2 separate regions of the Rattus norvegicus genome follow, and region 1 is linked to region 2. Evidence: chromatin contacts called from public Hi-C data. All regions are on one chromosome and are shown on one strand. The core of a region is the stretch at or near the end of the contact, and the rest is flanking DNA. Distances in the headings are between cores, read along the strand shown. Region 1 has its middle 36 kb from the start of Ncor2. Region 2 has its middle 76 kb from the start of Ncor2.

Region 1 (2,700 bases), core at 63-2,562, 39 kb before region 2:
CTGACGGCTGACCTGCTATCATACCATGCTTAGACACTTCAGAATACCTGCCCGTGGGCCAAGAAGATGCCTCACAGGTTCAAAGCCAGGGAGATACCTCACAGGTTCAAAGCCAGGGAGATGCCTCACAGGTTCAAAGCCAGGGAGATACCTCACAGGTTCAAAGCCAGGGAGATACCTCACAGGTTCAAAGCACTTGCTGCTCTCCCAGAGGAACTCGATACCTGGATTCAGTTCTCAGCACCCACATGATGGCTCACAAGCATCTGTAACTCCAGTTCCTGGGAATGTGAGGCCCTCTTCTGGCTTCTACCAGCTTCACATGAACACAGACCTCCCTGGCTGGCCTCTTCACCAGTCTTCACCCTGGCTCTCTGACGGGGAATGGTATCGGGCGCTGTGGCTTTTGCTTGTCCACAGAGGGTCTTGGCTTGAGCTTTCACGTCCAGTTGATACCTGAGACCTGCTATCCCGAATGGAAGGCTGCAGGACATCATTGTCCTTGGTCATGGGTTACTCTGTCACCTCCGTCCACAGGGTGTGGGATGTTCCTTCCTGGCTGCACTCGGGCCTTAGACCGTGCTGCCTCCCCCTCCGAGGGTGAAGTTGTCTCTTCCTGGAATAAGCAATGATCTCACCATGCAGCTCAATCCAGCCACACCTGTTCCTACCTGTTTGTCACCGGCCACCCCACTCGTGAGACGCTGGGAGTCTGATATGAACCCCTTTTACCCTTACTATCTCAAACAGGGTCGCTTTGGATGCCTTGAGAAACTACGGGACAGGTCTACCCATGCAGGCCTGGGACTGTCCCAATTATGCATCGGGAGTCCCTTGAATACCTCGAATACCTCAGGCTGACTGGAGCCAGTGGGGTCGTGGGTAGATCTCCCTTGGGTGTTGAACCAGTGACGAAATGAGCAGGGTTGGGGATTTAGCTCAGTGGTAGAGCGCTTGCCTAGCAAACGCAAGGCCCTGGGTTCGGTCCCCAGCTCCGAAAAATAGAAAAAAATAGAAAAAAGAAATGAGCAGAAAACGGGCACAAAGCCATCACCTGGCGGCAGGGGCAGCCACTTCCGCCCAACTCCAGCTGACCTTGGCCTTGGCCTGCTGGGCTGCTGCCCGGACCTTCTGGATCTTTCCTTTTCCAAAAGACGCCAAGTACACAGCTCTAGCAGTAAAAACTTTTTTTTTTTAAATACACGCAACTTATTCAAATGAACACAAAGACAACCGTGGTGGGTCAGGCTGGGCTACCAAGCGACAAAGCACATCTGTGACTATGAGTCAGGGAGCTGAACCTTCTGTGGATAAATAGTCAAGGTTGGCCCGAAAGCTACTAGGGGAAAGAGGGCTCCGAAGCACAGGGGCGACAAGCAGGGTGAGCAGGAGGCTCACAGCAAAGCCTAGAGGGGGAAGACGTCTGGTTCAAAGGGGTCCCCACCCCAGGGGCCTCTTTCCTCCCCAGCTTGGGAAGGGCCCTCGCCCACCAACTCCCCTCACCCAGGTGGTCGCCAGCCACCCCCTCACAGTGTGTGGCGTGTTTGTAGAAAGGAAGCCCAACACCGCGCAAACACGCTGCTCTGCCTCCAGCCCTTGCCAGATGGTCCCACGATTCAGCAGCTGAGACCGCTTTGTGAGGCTCGCCCGCCCGCCCGCCTGCGTCAGAGCTCCCCCCGCCCCTTCAACCCCCACCACGTCTTTGCCAAGCTTGCCTGGTGGAGCCTCTGGGCAAGCTTCCTCCTGCTCCGGGATCCTGCTCCCACTCGGCAGGTTTTTCTTGGCCCACACACAGGAAGGCTTATTCAGCTGGGAACCTTCTGGGATTTCTCACCCCCGCAGCTCCATCCCCCTGTGACCTGAGCCCGATGAGCTGGCTCACTTTTTGCTAATTGTTCTCAGACAGATGGCTTGGCCCAGTCTCTAATTCCCCAGGCTAGGGGCCCTGACCTTGACTGTGGGCATTCTTGAAGAGATTGTTCCAGTCCATACTGGGCGGAGACCGTGAGCTTGGGCTTGGAGAAGGGGGACTGGAGCTCTCAGAAGAGCTTGGGAATGAAGACATCCGTTGAGGCCCTAAAGAGATGAAACTGGGAGGATCATGGCTTCTCCTCCACGGAGCCCTCGGGGATTGCAACTTCTGCAGCAAGGTCCTTGAATTGAACTCTTCCCAAATGGAGTTGCTAGGGCAGTCACCTCACTCGGCTCTCCGTGGTAATTTTCAGGACTATCCCCTCACAGATCTTAAGCCTTTTTTTTTTTTTTTTTTTTGGGTTCTTTTTTTCCAGAGCTGGGGACCGAACCCAGGGCCTTGCGCTTCCTAGGCTAGCGCTCTACCACTGAGCTAAATCCCCAACCCCAGATCTTAACCCTTTATCGAGGATGATTCCAGATATTGATGAGGGAAAGGCAGTGGCTTCTGAGAGGGTGTGGCTACCCCAAGGCTACCTTTAATCCCCGCACCCTCTGAGTTTGAGCCCAATCTGGTTTATCCAAAGTGAGTTTCAAGCCAGCCTGGGCTCTATTGTAGGACCTTGGAGAAGGGGAAGAGAGAGAAATGGGGAGGGGAAGAGAGGATGGGAAGGGGAGGGAGAGTGAGAAAGAAGGGGGGAGGGGAGGGAATGGGGAGGGGGAAGGAAGGGAGGGGGAAGGGAGGGGGAAGGGGGAAGGAAGGGAGGGGGAGAGAGAGAGAGAGATTTA
Region 2 (2,700 bases), core at 10-2,509:
GCAAAATGTGACAGTTGTGTTCGATCTGAGGCTCAGAGAGGTTCCAAAACAGACCAAATATCACACAGGGCCTGGCCCTGGCTGTGGAACAGATTTAGAGCCAGCTGGGACGCACATTTCGTTCCTGTTTCACTTCCTGGATCCCAGTCTTGGCCATACAAGAGGCCACACCAGGGGCCAGCCACCCTCCCAAACCCAGTGCTCAACTGACACTTGCAGCTGCTTTCTGCGGGGACCTGAGTCTCCCTGGTGCCAGGCAAACTGTGGGTGTAAATGTGCACATTTGGTAGCCAGTCAGCGAGACCCCGCCATGTCAGTTCTGAGCTGGTGACAGGTCCCAATCCTGAACAAGCCTGAAAAAAGTGCAGAGTGGGGGGTGGGGACACAGAGGGACACCCAGCTGCAAGCAGCAGAAAGACCCAAGCAAGAAGATCCGATTCTGCCTGCGCTTGCAAAGAGGTGATCGCCGGCCCAGAGCCACTCGGGGTGTGGAGCAGCCTAGGCAGAGAGCCGGGGGCAGGGCTGCCTCCAAAAACCATGGAGCCATCAGGAGGGCAGATGTGAAAGGCAAAAGGGGTGAAGGGTGGAGTCACCAATGTGAGAGAGGTGGGGTCACTGGTTTGAAGGGAGGGGGGCCCTCGTGTGAAGGGAGGGCACCCAGGGTCTTTGCTCTGAGGGAGTGGAGTCACGGGAGCTTTTAGAGCAGAGAAGTAAACGCTTTAGGCTGTAACAGATTTAACAGACTGTAGCTTGAGAGATGGAGCTGGTGGGGGAGGTGTGGCCACTGGAAACCCAGAGGGCTGCATTCGTGCCTGGGTCCCCTCAACAAAGGTGGCTGGAACCAGGAACTGTGGTCCTGGCTAATGAATTGGTTACAGAACAGGCTGGGGAAAGAAGCAGCCAGGGGTGACCCTGAGTCCTTGGTCCAGCACAGACAGATGGTTCTGCTTGGCAGAGATCAGAGACGCAAGAAGGGGCCTGAGGCCCATCTCCAGCAGCGGCAAGTTCAAGATGCCATGAGCCATCTGCCACCCCACGGCGTTCACTTCCCTCCTGGGACCCCCGCTGCAGGAAACAGGATGCGCTGTCTGCCTGGAGAATCCAGAACCTTTGCTCATCTCAGCTCGCCTCGGGCTCCGTCTCCTCTGGGGATTAAGCAAGCCAACCAGATCTTTCTCTGAGCTCCGCAGCTCGGCCTCTGCCTTACGCTGTGGGGAGGCTGGCGTCATAAATCAGCCACTGTGATCCCCCGCCTCAGATGTGTCTCCCGGAGCGGCTCAGACAAAAGACGGGATTTGGATGAGCTCACGCTGTGGCGGGCACCTTAGACACGCCATGAATTATGACACGGGACAGGAAGCCACAGTGATCTCAGTCCCTAAGAGGGAATAAGAGAGGCCCCCGGGCCCCTCCTGCCCCAAATTACCATCCTGTGTGCAAGCACGGAGGTGCGCTGAGGGCTCGTGCACTGGCTTGTGCTCATGTGCTTGTGTGTGTGTGTGTGAGTGTGTGTGTGTGTGTGTGTGCTCGTATGTGTGTTTGTGCTTGTGTTTATTTGCTTCCCAGAATAGACATGAGATTTATCTAGAGTAAAAGGAGAGAGATGAAGGTCGTTTCTGTTTTAGTTTGAAACATGTAGCCCTGACTGACTTGGAACTCGCTCTGCCCACCAGGCTGGTCTCAAACTCCGAGTTCCGTCTCCTACCTGTGCTTCCTGAATCCTGGGCTTAAAGGCGTGTGCCACCACTCTCAGCGAGTGAAGGTTTTCTTGAGGACGTGGGGAGATGTCATTGCTGTGTGTCCTTGAGCAAGGTACCTGGCCTCTCTGGGCCTCCTCCTTCATCCCACAGGGGGCGAGGATAACAATTGCTAAAGGTACCGAGGTGAGCCACTCCCTTCTGATTTTCTGGGGGAGTGCATTAGTGGTGGTGCCCCATGTTACAAATGAATATTAAGCTGGGTGTGGGGGTTCGTGCCTATAATCCCAGCCCTTGGGCAGTGAAGGCAGGAAGGTGGTAGGTTTGAGGCTAGCCTGAGGTACAAAGCAAGAATGGGGTGAGGGATGGGTGTGTGTGTGTGTGTGCGCGCGCAGAGACAATATAAGATTTAGTCAGGTTCACATCCCTTGCATGTGTGTATGTATGTGTGGGGCGCGGGATAAGTGCCTGGGTGTATGGCACGCATGTGTGTGAGTATGTGATATCCAGAGGCTGACAGTGGCGTCTTCCTCCGTAGCTCTCTACTGAATATCTTTTTTTTTTCTTTTCTTTTTTTCGGAGCTGGGGACCGAACCCAGGGCCTTGTGCTTCCTAGGCAAGCGCTCTACCGCTGAGCTAAATCCCCAACCCCCTCTACTGAATATCTTGATGCAGCATCTCCCACTCGAACCCAGAGCTCACGGATCCCAGCTCGTCTAGCTGCTTGCTCTGAGGAACCCCCAGCTCTACCTCTGTCTGTCGAAATTCTCCAGGTGAGCTGCCTGCACTTGGGTCAGGCTTTAACCTGGGTCCTGAGGGTCTGAACCGCCTACCTCACAATGATGTGTCGCCCGAGGAGCTGTCTTCTCTGCCTTGACGGGTCCTTACGATGGTCACTGCCCTGTCCATCGAGAGCACGCACACATGCACGCACCCGTACAGCATAGCAAGAGGGGGAGTTTTGTTTTCGGCTCACACCCGTCATGGAAGAGACTACCAGAGT

The links. Hi-C and Micro-C count contacts between places; a contact is called where the count stands out from the background.
Region 1: a Hi-C map of frontal cortex shows a contact between it and region 2, with 2.3 times the contacts expected there. The contact joins two enhancer-like sites. A contact is called at or near these places in 4 of 12 Hi-C or Micro-C datasets (the Rat2 cell line, frontal cortex, kidney and 1 more).

The regions. Positions count from the first base shown.
Region 1 is chr12:37,090,368-37,093,067 of GRCr8, reverse strand. No RefSeq gene overlaps it. Among named protein-coding and RNA genes, the nearest start is that of Ncor2, 36 kb to the left of the region's middle. Within about 2 kb of position 1,312, at least 67 of the 93 cell types and tissues checked have an H3K27ac peak or open chromatin away from gene starts, as enhancers often do.
Region 2 is chr12:37,050,915-37,053,614 of GRCr8, reverse strand. No RefSeq gene overlaps it. Among named protein-coding and RNA genes, the nearest start is that of Ncor2, 76 kb to the left of the region's middle. Within about 2 kb of position 1,259, at least 33 of the 93 cell types and tissues checked have an H3K27ac peak or open chromatin away from gene starts, as enhancers often do.